Regions from separate parts of the Mus musculus genome. Here region 2 is linked to region 1. A link is a contact called in public HiChIP or PLAC-seq data. All regions are on one chromosome and are shown on one strand. The core of a region is the stretch at or near the end of the contact, and the rest is flanking DNA. Distances in the headings are between cores, read along the strand shown.

The links. HiChIP or PLAC-seq counts read pairs in DNA pulled down with a chosen protein or histone mark.
Region 2: a contact with region 1 is called in an H3K27ac HiChIP or PLAC-seq map of embryonic stem cells, with 2.7 times the contacts expected there. The contact joins two enhancer-like sites. A contact is called at or near these places in 1 of 484 Hi-C or Micro-C datasets (pancreatic cancer cells), 7 of 115 datasets of contacts at active chromatin or transcription factors (embryonic stem cells and epiblast stem cells) and 3 of 9 other capture datasets (adipose tissue, embryonic stem cells and pancreatic islet).

Annotation. Positions count from the first base shown.
Region 1 is chrX:13,112,225-13,118,646 of GRCm38.p6, forward strand. Usp9x (ubiquitin specific peptidase 9, X chromosome) reads left to right here. Exons shown (of 45, transcript NM_009481.2): 12 at 1,336-1,542; 13 at 2,284-2,420; 14 at 4,400-4,533. Among named protein-coding and RNA genes, the nearest start is that of Usp9x, 44 kb to the left of the region's middle. Within about 2 kb of position 2,592, at least 1 of the 459 cell types and tissues checked has an H3K27ac peak or open chromatin away from gene starts, as enhancers often do. A contact at or near this core is called in embryonic stem cells, where this site is marked.
Region 2 is chrX:13,205,285-13,211,706 of GRCm38.p6, forward strand. No RefSeq gene overlaps it. Among named protein-coding and RNA genes, the nearest start is that of 2010308F09Rik, 39 kb to the right of the region's middle. Within about 2 kb of position 2,832, at least 154 of the 459 cell types and tissues checked have an H3K27ac peak or open chromatin away from gene starts, as enhancers often do. A contact at or near this core is called in embryonic stem cells, where this site is marked.

The sequences.
Region 1 (6,422 bases), core at 1,342-3,841:
CTTGAGATTCTATTCACCACATAAGACCAATTTGTCTTAGTATATGCCACATGTCTTAGTCAGGGTTTCTATTCCTGCACAAACATGACCAAGAAGCAAGTTGGGGAGGAAAGGGTTTATTCAGCTTACACTTCCACATTGCTGTTCATCACCAAGGAAGCAGGAGCTGATGCAGAGGCCATGGGAGGGATGTTGCTTACTGGCTTGCTTCCTCTGGCTTGCTCAGCCTGCTCTCTTATAGAACCAAGACTACCAGCCCAGAGCTGGTCCCTCCCACAAGGGGTCTTTCCCCCTTGATCACTAATTGAGAAAATGCCTTGCAACTGGATCTCATGGAGGCATTTCCTCAACTGAAGCTCCTTTCTCAGTGATAACTCCAGCTGTGTCAAGTTGACACACAAAACCAGCCAGTACAATTGGTTTTTAATGTAGGTAGTGCTTACATACTGCTTACATACATACCTACACTGGGTACTCTTAAAATGAAATCACTTTACATCTTCCATTTTATATTTCACAGTAGGGGGAAAAATGACCTCTACCCCAGGCATATAGAGTCAGTCACTAGGTATAAAGCCTAAAAGTCAATATTTTCATTAAGTTTCTCTGATCAGTTTTTTTGTTGTTGTTAGTTTGGTTTGGTTTTTTTTGTTTGTTTGTTTTTTGTTTTTTTGAGACAGGGTTTCTCTGTGTAGTCCTGGCTGTCCTGGAACTCACTTTGTAGACCAGGCTGGCCTCGAACTCAGAAATCCGCCTGCCTCTGCCCTCTGATCAGTTTTAACACATTAAAAGTTATAAATCAGATATCTTGTTGAAATTTTTACTTCTTTGAAGGGAACAAATTAATGAATGTTTTCTGCATTTTTAAATACATCATACACATTTCACACATGCAAAGATAAACTTTTCCCCATAAAGACAGCTGTAGTAAGCAGTTATTGTGAATGCCCTTAAGTTAATAGTCATTCATCCTTCATGTTGAGGTGACTCCTGAAATAGTGGTGAAGTATGACCAGTGACAGACTTGAAAAAGGAAAAAGTATAAAACAGTCATTACATCATTTGGGTCTTCTTTCTCCCAGGATAATCTCTTGATACTTCCTTAATAATTAGTTCCTTAATGATTAATTGATTCCCCCTTTGGATTATCAAGAGCTTGCTAAATAGCAAGCACTTTTTTATAGTTGGGGAGCATCTCACTGTATATCCTTGGCTGCTTGGAACTCACTGTGTATACCAGGTCGCCCTCAAACTCGAGAGATCTACCACACTACCTTAAAAATGAAGAGGAGAAAATGAAATAAGGGTTTTCATTTCATTTAAATATCTTTCTAGGCCAGTTGGACAAATGCAAGTAAAAAGCAACGTGAAAAGCTCCTTGAGCTGATTCGTCGTCTTGCAGAAGATGATAAAGATGGTGTGATGGCACATAAAGTATTGAACCTTCTGTGGAATCTAGCTCACAGTGATGATGTGCCTGTAGATATCATGGATTTGGCTCTCAGTGCTCACATCAAAATACTAGATTATAGTTGCTCCCAGGTAAGGAGGTGGTGTTTGGCTTGGTTGTATTACTTTTGTGCCCCTACAGTACTAGGTAGTATGGCTAAAGTACAGGATAATTTTAGGTTATTTTAGCATTATCTTTTTAATGATTTTAAGAATTGATGTTTATTTAAGCCTGCCTTTCTTAGGTCTCTACAATAATGTTTTAAGATCCATCTGAGTCTCTGGAAGAGGAGGTACAAACAATAGGCCATTTAGTGATAATGTTGTCAAATGTATGGTAAAGGAATCAAATAGATCATAAAATATTAAGGCTGAGTTAGAAACTTTGGAAATAAATATTTTCTTTGCTCATAAAAGATAAAGAATAATTAGAATTTTCTAGGTAGTAGATTCTAATGTCAGGGTGTTGCATTAGCATGTTAATGCATGATTTTATTATGAGATAGAATCTTTTTAAGTTAAAACAAATCTCAAACCTAGTAAATTATAATCAAACTTTACTGAATGTATGTGATAAATTTTAGGATTTTACTTTTTAGAGTTTGGTAGTAAATATGAAGTTAAGATATACCTAGAGCACTTTAAAAAAATTAAACTCTTAGAGTTACAGTATATTTTATATTTATCATGTTAATCTTATAAGAAAAACCGACTTTATAATTCCATGGATTATTGGAATTTAGCTTAATTTCCTTATACATTTATCTTTAAATACTGTGACTTAGAATTTTCCCGAGTATTGATCTATATAATAAAACACTGAAATTGTTTAAGGACCGGGACACCCAAAAGATCCAGTGGATTGATCGCTTCATAGAAGAACTTCGCACAAATGACAAATGGGTCATTCCTGCACTGAAACAAATTAGAGAAATTTGTAGTTTGTTTGGTGAAGCACCTCAAAATTTGAGGTAAGACTTTTAAAACTAGACAGTTTAAATATTTTTATTTATGGTTTGTTAATTTCAATTTGTAAAAGAAAATTTTAAAGAAAGTTAATGAAGTGCCAGGAAACTAAGAAGAAAAGGGCTCCTTTTGGAACAAAAGAATCTTTTGTCATTCCTACATCCTTTGTTTCATTGATATGGAAAGTAAGCCATGATTAAGTGATCAGTACTAAAATCTAAGTGATCTTGCTGTTTGATGCTGTGTCACATGGTAGTTTTCACACCAAAAAAAAAAGATTGTTTTTTTAATTTTTAAAGTTAGTTTAGAAGATTAAATTGCATGGAGATTTAAATGATAGTAGATGGAATGATAGAACACTGGATTTTTTAATTTTTTAAGATTTATTTTATTTATTATATGTAAGAGAAGAGGACATCAGATTTCATTACAGATGGTTGTGAGCCACCATGTGGTTGCTGGGATTTGAACTCGGGACTTTCAGAAGAGCAGTCAGTGCTCTTAACTGCTGAGCCATCTCTCTAGCCCCTGAATTTTTTAAATATTTCTTAAGTATACTTTAGGCCAGCGATGGTGGTACACACCCTTAATCTAAGCATTTTGGAATCAGAGGTAGATAGATTTTTGTGGTTTCCAGATCAACCTGGTTTACACAATTAGGTCTAGGCCAGCCACGACTACAGAGTGAAACCCTATCTCAAATGGAAAAAAACAAAAACAAAGAAACTCCAAAAATGAAAAATAAATAACAAAAAACTTAGGTGTTGAAAAAATGGTACAATGCTTAAGAATTCTAGGTAGTCTTCCAGAGGACTAAACTTCAGATCACAACTATTTGTAATTCAATTTTTAGGAGATCCCATGCCCTCTTCTGGCCTCAGTATGTACTGAATATACATGGTGCACAGACACACGTGTAATAAAAATAAATATTTTTAAAAGAAGAAAGAAAGCGAGTTAATGGATTAAAAAAAAATGTACTATTTTAAGGTTCCAAAATCTGTTTATAAGTACAATTTGTCCTCTTATTTTCTGGGCATGAGTTAGAATGGTTGACATAGAAAGGAAAAATTATGTGGCATGAAAGAAAGCTTGAGTGTAGTGGAACTAATATTCATAAATGAAGTGTGAACAATGAAATCATATAATCTCGGGAGTATTCTTTAAATAATCATGGTTTCCTTGTATAATAGATGCAGGTGGAGGAAAAGGTAATGTTTGTCAAAGTAATGTATTTTGAGTATGTTTGGCCCAGGGTACATATGCCACTTAACCTTTCTGAAATTTATTAACTCTCAGGTAGACATAGTATTCAGCAACTCCTAGAAATTAATGACCTTGTCTATACTAGAATATGAAAGTTGTACTATCTATGAAAGTTGACTGTGAAATTTGTTGTGTGACAAGAACAACTTGGCTGCAAACCAAATGTTCCCAGGGAATAACTTAAACAGCTAGTAGTTTTTAAAATATTATTACTTTTTTTTTTTTTTTACTTTTGGGGGGTAGGAACTCGTTTTTGTATGGCAGTCAGAGAACAACATGTTCTCACCTTCAAAAATGAAAATAATGGGGATCAAGCTCAGGTTTTCAAGCTGGCAGCAAGTGCCTTTTCCTGCTAAGCCATCTGTTTGGCTTCTAATAATACTAATAATTAAAAAGTAAAAAACATTGGCCAGCAATTGGCAATGCTGGTTCTACAAAGAAGTTTGGATTTTTGGAATTTTCAAAAAGTCATGTATTCTTATAAAAATGCTTTGCTACTGCCATATTATAATAGATACAACTGATTCTTGCTTTTCAAGTAATACCATTTTTAATTTTTAACACTAATTTCTTTTAAGTTGCTTAATGTCATTAAGGAAGTAAATGAGTAAAGCTGGCTTTTGAGTTTTTAATTAGTAGCTAATAATTTAGTGGTGATAAACAGTTGATTGCAAGAGTTTAATTGCCTAATTATATTGTTAAGCTCTTCTCGTTTCAGTCAAAGTCAGCGAAGTCCCCATGTATTTTATCGCCATGACTTAATCAATCAACTTCAGCACAATCATGCCCTAGTTACTTTGGTAGCAGAAAACCTTGCAACTTACATGGAAAGCATGAGAATGTATGGCAGAGGTATGTATTGTAAGATAATTGAACTGTGAGAAATAACAGTGATTGCCATTTTCTATTAGGAGTAACAATTATATTTTTATTTATTTTTTATTTCAATCTTTTTTTTTTACAGTCTAGACTCTATACTCCTCCCAGTCCACCCTCATGACTGTTCCACATTCCATACCTCCTCCTCTATCCCCTAACCTGGTCTTCCTGAGGGTGTCCCCATCCTTCCTATCCCCTACCCAGCAGGCCTCCCCACTTCCTGGGGCCTCTAGTCTCTTGAGGGTTAAGTGCATCTTCTCTGACTGAACCCAGTCCAGGAAGTCCTCTGCTGTATATGTGTTGGGGGCTTATATCAGCTGGCATATGCTGCCTGGTTGGTGGTCCAGTGTCTGAGAGATCTCAGGGCTCCAGGCTAATTGAGACTGCTGGTCCTCCTACAGCTTGTTAACCACCTCCTTAGCTTTTTCCATTCCAGCTTTTCCCTAATTCATCCACAGGGATTAGCAGCTTCTGTCCATTGGTTGAGTGTAAATATCTGCATCTGACTCTTTCAGCTGCTTGTTGGGTCTTTCAGAGAACAATCATGATAGGTTCCTTTTTGTGAGCACTCCATAGCCTCAGTAATGGTCAGGCCTTCCTTTAAGCTGGATCCCACTTTGGGCCTGTCACTGGACCTTCTTTTCCTCAGGCTCCTCTCCATTTCCATCCCTGTAATTTTTTCAGACAGGAACAGTTCTGGGTCAGAGGTTTTGACTGGGATGGCAACCCCATCCCTCACTTGATGCCCTTTCTACTGGAGGTGGGCTCTATAAGTTTCCTCTCCTCACTATAGGGCATTTGATCCGAGGTCCCTCCCTTTGAGTCCTGAGAGTCTCTCACCTCCCAGATCTCTGGTACATTCTAAAGCCCCCGCCACCCACCGTGTTGCCTGTTTGATTCTTTCTGCTGGCCCTCAGGGCTTCAGTCCTTTTCCCCCCTCCCAATACCTAATCATGGTCCCCTCTTCTCCCTGTCCCTTTCTCACCCAGGTGCCTCCCTCCCTCTCTCCCTCCCCCCTCCTTTGGATTTGTTCTCCCTCCCAAGTGGGGTTGAGATGTCCTCACTTGGGCCCTTTGGCTTGTTAACCTTCTTGAGTTCTGTGGACTGTATCCTGGGTTCTGTACATTTTTTGGCTAATATCCACTTACTAGTGAGTATCATACATGTCCTTTTGGGTCTGAGTTATGTCATTCAGGATGATAATTTCTAGATCCCTCCATTTGCCATCTTGAGATTGTAGACAAAGCTGCCCTTGATCTCACTGAAATCTGCTTGCTTCTGCCTCCAAGTACTGGAACTAAAGGCATATACACCACTATACCCAGCACCATCTTCTATATTAACTTTCTTAAAGGAAGATGGACTTATTAAAATTCTTACCAATATTTGCTTATGTGTTATGACTGCTAGTGCTTTCATGTGCTGGTGCCTACCAATCTTTCCGGAGTTTTTTTGTATAGACAAAAAAATGTGTAAACCACCTTTCAGTTGTCACTGAGGCTTTAGTTCACTGGTAACATTATTACTTTGCTGACCTCAATTGATACTTACTAGAAAAGTGACTTACCTCATTCGTTGCTTTTCCTTGTTCTCAGCCATGAAGTACAAGGTCTATATGGGTTTTAAAATACTGTTATTAAATAGTTTGTTAGCATTTTCCACTTACCTGGAGAAATGGCTGCTTTGGGACCTGGACCAAGGAATTAAGGACTTCTTAATGGGAAAAGTATGAAAGTGATCATAGAATAAAGTTTATGTTGAAAGAATGAAGGATTTTGGTGTTTATAGGCCAAAACTAGAACAAAATAATAAAAATAACTATATGCATTGAATAAATAACATATAAACACATAAAAGAAAAT
Region 2 (6,422 bases), core at 1,582-4,081, 93 kb after region 1:
AGTGTCTGAAGACAGCTACAGTGTACTTACATATAATAAATAAATAAATCTTTTTTAAAAAATTCAATCAATGAAATCTCAAAGAGATAACTGATCACTAAAATTGATATCTTCCCAGGGCTGAAGACTATACAGCTCAGTGGTAGGGGGCTTTCGTAGGGGGTTCAAGAGCCTGAGTTCCACCCTAAGCAGTGGAAAGAGAGAAGGGAGGGGGGTGTCTCAAGAGATGCAGGGGACAGAAGGAGGGAGGGGGAGCTAGAGTGAGAAAACCGACTGGGTAGCACAGGCCTGTAGTCCGACCCATGAAGAATTAGGCCATGGCCAGTCTGGGCTCCATACTTCCAAGCTGGCTTGGGCAAATGAGATTCTGTTTCAAACAAAACAAAATAGATAAATAACAATAAAAAGGAATAAAAGCAGCTGTATTTCTTCTTGGACTACTATCCAGAGTTAGAGAGAGAAAGTGAAGGCCTGGCAGGCAGGGCTAGGGGTTTGGTTTCCAGGGCAAGTGAAGGCCAGGGTTGCCTTGGGATGCCCATGGGGTCTTCAGAAAAGTACCACCTGTGCTCCTTTGTGTCAGTACCAGAGGTCAGACCCCCTCTCCCTTTGCTATTTTCATTATGGATTCAGATACTTGAAGATTTCTTTTACAAAAGGGCAGCCTTTCAGACCTGCCCCCTGCCACCAGGCCTGCAGTGTCTCTGGGTAAGCAACTGGAAATTCGGTAACAAACATACCTGGGGGTGGATTAGTTTATGTATGCTCCTACAAGAAAACAGACCAACTTTATTGATTGTTGTGGCACAGACACACACACACACACACACACACACACACGGAGAGAGAGACACACACAGACAGAGAGACACAGAGAGAAGGAGAGATGAAAGAGAAAGAGAGAGTGGTGTGATACGTGTGTAATTTCAGAATTTGAGATGTGGAGGGAAGAGGACTGGAATGAGTTCAAGGCCATCTTGGGCTACTTGATTCCCTGTCTCCAAAACAAAACCAGACAACAACAATACAGAACAAAGAACAAAACTCAAAACCTAATAAATAAATAAATAAATAAATAAATAAATAAATAAATAAATAAATTAAAGAAAGAAAGAAAGAAAGAAAGAAAGAAAGAAAGAAAGAAAGAAATGACTCTAGCTGGGCTGTGGGAGACTGTTTGCTCCTGAAAGGTCTGGATTACACGTCCAGTGGCCTTGGAGAACCAGGCATTCCTGGAAGGAGGGCTGGGAATGGAATTAGGATGGGAGAGAAGTGGGAGGAGAGAAATAACAAACCAAGACAAAGTTTCTCTGACCATGGCTCAAATTGTAATTTTTCAGCTCTGCATTTCTATAGGCAAAACCACAAAACGGAGCCCCTTTGTTTCAGCTGGGTTTGAGTTGCAAAGGAAGCTCTCAGCAGCTCAGCGGGCGGGCAGTCTCTTTCCGCTTGGGCAGGACGCCTGGCTCCAGCGGTGGCGACTTGTTTAGCCAACTCAAGGCTGGGGGAAGGGCCCACATTCCTACCCTGTAAAAGAGAAAAACACAACCAAACAGCACCACAAACAACAGATTACAGGATTGCCACCCCAGGAGTCTTTGGGTTTGTTTGTTTGTTTTTAGATGACTTTTTTCTTTGGTAAGAATGTTTCATTTGTGTCTATGGCCTTGGAGTTAGAAGAGGACATGGGATCCCCTAAGACTAGAGTTACAGCCGGTTTTGAGTAGTTATGTGGGGGCTGGGAATGGAACCCGGGTTCTCTGGAAGAGCAGCCAGTGCTCTTAACAGGTCACCAAGCCATCTCTGGAACTGTCCTGTAACCACCTTTAAAATGCACATTTTGGTGAGGGGAGACTAGCATAACTCTAGATCTAGGGGTAACAATGACTGTGGCCTCTTAGGACATAGTACTTATGTGCCCACATACACAAATAAAAATAAAAACAGTAACAACAACAACAACAAAATAATCCAGCTCAGAGAGCTGGGGCTGTGTCTCAGTTGCAGAGTGCATGGCCGAAGAGTCCCCATTAGATCCCGTATCACCAGAGTAAGGGTTAACCAGCAGAATCCCTTGGCGGGTTGGGGTTACTAAAGTGTGTCCCAAAGATTACACCATCATACCATCATACAATAGATCTCCCGAAAGGAATTTATTTGGGTGGGAAGAGATGGGCTAGCCCAGACAACAAGAGACAGAGAGACAGGGTGAAAGAGTAGGCCGCGATGGGGGGGGGGGGCTGGCTTTTAAATGGTATGCCCGTGGCATTTGGCAGCTGGTGATCATAAAGCTGCTGGCCCTGAGGCGCTGAAGGCAGGCTGGGCCACAACCAGTACCGGCCACAGAAACCAGCTGTTGGCAGAAGTATCGGACCTGCAGTCTGGGATGGTGTGCCCACCCTGGGGCGTGGTCCCACCTGGTCACAAGTAAGATGCCTCCAGCCCTGACCCCACATCATCTACTCACGCAGCTCCCCTGTCCCAGCCAACAGCAACTTGTTCGCCCTGGGGTCTTACTTCTGTTAAGAGTCCCTACCAAAGGCCTGGGGCAAGGGTCTCTTCCTGATCTCCATAGGAGTCTCTGGTCTCACAATGTTTCTGTGTGGGTTCAGTGGTGACGAGGATTAGTTATGGATACACAGAGGCTGTGACACCTGCCAGCTCTGTGCTACTTCCTTTAAGGGCCTGGCCCCACAGCCACGTGGACCTTTGTCCATAGGGGTGGCGAGGAAGCCACACTGTTCCAGCAACCTGATCTTTAACAGAACAGCATCTGTCAGGACTCCGCGGCTCTCTGCCTGGCCAAGCCGGCACACTTTTTGTTGCCAAAGATGGGTGGTGTCACCGGAAGTCTAAGGGAGTGTGGTTCGGAAATCCCCTTGGAAAACCAGCTCTTGTGCCAGACCTCGCTTGACGTTAGGCTCTGCTGCCCTCTAGTGGCCGCAGGGTGGCATGAACCACGAGGGGTTGGAGACGTCTGCTCAATGGCTTGGGAAGTGGGGGAAGGGAACTGTGGCGGTTGCGCAGATCCAAGTGCTTTGTACCCACGACATCTTAGATTCTGCTGCGTCCCCCAACCCCCGATTTTTTTGCCCTTTGTTAATCAGAACTCAAAAAGCACCTAACCCTTTTACATATCCAGAGCACGAAGCCGGAACTAAGGCTCAAGCATCGGGCTCCTTGTTTGCTGGAATCCCCCAAAATGAACGTAACTGTCATACCATACATGTGTGTAAAATTGGAGAAAGGGGATGATATGAGCTTAATTGGTTAAGTGGTGGCTGGTGTATATCTGTAATCCTGCCACTACAGGGGCACAGACAGGGGATTCCCTGTGAGTTCTATGCCAGCCTGAACTATCCCAGTTTAAAAACAGAACTCTGCTATCTCCCCCACTATGACTCTCCCTTTGTCCCATTCCCACAGGCTAAGGGACTTCTGGATCCTGAGAACTCGAGTTGGCGATACAGTTGGAATGACTTTAATGGACCATTATATTTCCATATATAGGAATTACTGGCCATCTTAGGACAGGAATGCTTTCCAGGAATAATCTGCCTGCCCACCTGGTAACGCCACCCTGAGCCACAGCAGTTGGAAAGTAGGTGGTGGAAGAGAAACAGTGTTTCAAGTATTCAGAGCCAAAAGAGGGTCTGTGAAAAGTTATCCCAGCTATTAGTTATGAGACTGAGAGAGATGCCTCAGTGCTTTACAGTACTAATGGCTCCTCCAAAGGACATGGGTTCAATTCCTGGTCCCCATATGGTGGGCTCCCAATTATCTGTAACTCCAGTTCCAGGGGATCCACTGCCCTCTTCTGACCTCCTCAAGATCTGCATGCAGGTGGCACACAGACATGGAGGCAAATCACCCAGCCACAGTGAGACCTCATCTCAAAAGATTCAAAGAAAAGAGGGCTGTGGGAATGGTGTTGACATCAAGGATTTGAATAGAGAGCACCAGCCCAAATCATCATGGTCAAATTAATTAAAGCAAGCTTACCCCCTGCCCTACCCCCGCCTCCACTCACACAAGAGTTTTTCTCTGTAACAGTCCTGACTGTCTTTGAACTCACTCTGTAGACCAGGCTGGCCTCGAACTCAGAGAGCTGTCTGTCTCTGCCACCGGGGTGCTAGTATTAAAGGTGGGGGCCACCATAGTCCACTGCAAACCTGCAAGCTCTTTTTTTTTTTTTTTAATTCATGTGTATACATGGGTTGCCTCCTCTAAGGTGGAATTCAAGGAGTCAGCCTTGGATGTGAGGGAGATAATGTTTTTATAGCTTAGGGGTAGGGGCTTTCCAAATGGGGGATACGACAGGCAAACAGGCAGGGTTACAGAAGCAGAGCAGAGCATAAGAAATTGGTCTTGGGCTGGTGAGATGGCTCAGTGGGTAAGAGCACCCGACTGCTCTTCCAAAGGTCCAGAGTTCAAATCCCAGCAACCACATGGTGGCTCACAACCATCCATAACGAGATCTGACTCCCTCTTCTGGAATGTCTGAAGACAGCTACAGTGTAACTTACATATAATAAATAAATAAATAAATAAATAAATAAATAAATAAATAAATCTTAAAAAAAAAAAAAGAAATTGGTCTTAACAACTTTTGAAACAAGGACATGGTTGCAAGGTGGTCATAATAACCTTTTGAAACAAAAAAATAGGGTTGTCACATGGTCATAACTTTTTGGAACAAAGGCACAGTTGCTGTTTCCTGGAACAAGCAGTATAGAACCATTTGAAGGAAAGGTTACAAGTGGGGCATAGCCCAATCCTTGAGAAACAGTTTTAGCCATAAATACGATGGAGGCAGGATGGTTCATCAAGGGTGCAGCAGGCAAGAACACTACCTGCTCTTGCAGAGGATCCAGGTTTGATTCTCGGGGTCCATGTGGCACCTTTAACTCCAGTTTTAGGGAATCCAATGGTGTCAGCTACACACAAGGTGACATACATGCCCGCAAAACACTCATACGCATAAACATTAAACAAACAAAACTTAAACTATCAGAAAGGGTTGGGAAACATTCCCTCCTAGAGGCCTAGGAGACAGAGTTGAAATGCTGACGTCACATGCTGAATCCTGAACCATGTAAGGTTCTAAAAGGCTCTCTTTCTTCGGCTAGAAGCAGCCAACAATCACTGGGGGAGGAAACTGACCAGCTGCCAAAAGGAGATCTCTCAGACCTGTCCAATTGTCCATCTGTCCAGTTAAGCAGAGGACTTCAGGGTTCAGGATTTGTCACTGGTGTTTGGATGGGTTCTTATGGAATGCATCTGCTTTGTAGTCACCCCTGCTCCTGTAAGTAACCCCTTGCCATACACTTGTTAAAAACCCCAGTAAAACTATGATTTTCAGTAGTTCATCAAGCTGGACTTTGGTGCAATCAGTACATTGGTCTGTCACGGGTTCTCTGTCTAGGGTAAGTAGAGAGGTGTGTGTGCTTGCTCTTTACCTTGGAGAGGTCTTACACGGCAGAACTCAACAATGCAATAGATAAAATAGCAGCTGACTTTGTGATGAAATTCGTTCTCCCCCCACCCTGCTTGTAGTCCTGGCTGACCTTGAACTTGTGGCAAGCCTTCTGCCCCATCAGTGTGCTTACACTTAACTTTTGTTCTTTCTTTTTAATTCTCATTTCCTTTCATTTGGAGGAACAGTTTTACCCTCTCTCTTTTCAAAAATTACATTTATTGCCACATGTCTTTAGGCCCAGCACTCAGGAGGCAGAGGCAGGTAGATTTCTGAGTTCAAGGACAGCCTGGTCTAGAGAGTTAGTTCCAGGACAGCCAGGGCTACACAGAGAAACCCTGTCTGGAAAAACCAAAAGCAAACAAACAGATTCCCTTTATGAGTGCCACAGGGGACAGCTTTTGAGAGTTGATTCTCCCCTTTTAGCATCTGGGGCCTGGAGACTGAGCTGAGATCGGCAGACTTAGTAGCAAGCGCCTTTACTGCAGAGCCATCTTTCCAACATCATTTTTTTTCTTGAAAGATCTTGCTGCTTAGCCCAGGTTGGCCTGGGGCTAGTGACTGTCCTGCTTCAACCTCCTGAGTGCTGAGATCACACACACACACACACACACACACACACACACACACACACACACACACACTACCACACTTGGGGATTTTTCAGGTATTTCTATAAGTTGTCAAAAGAGACAATGTATTTTTTTTTCTAACTGTAACCAGCTTTATTAAAGATACTTTTCATAAACAATCATGGTATTTCAGGCAGGACATGGGCAGACAATTAACGATATACAAGAACTTTCAAACTCCCTTCTTGTATAGACTACCAAAATCAGAAAGCCACTATAAAACCCAATGAAGTCTTCATTCAATGCTTTGAAAAGGGGGAAGTAGCTTAGGATGAGGGTTGACATTTCACATTTAGGATGTTGTTTAACAACTTTAC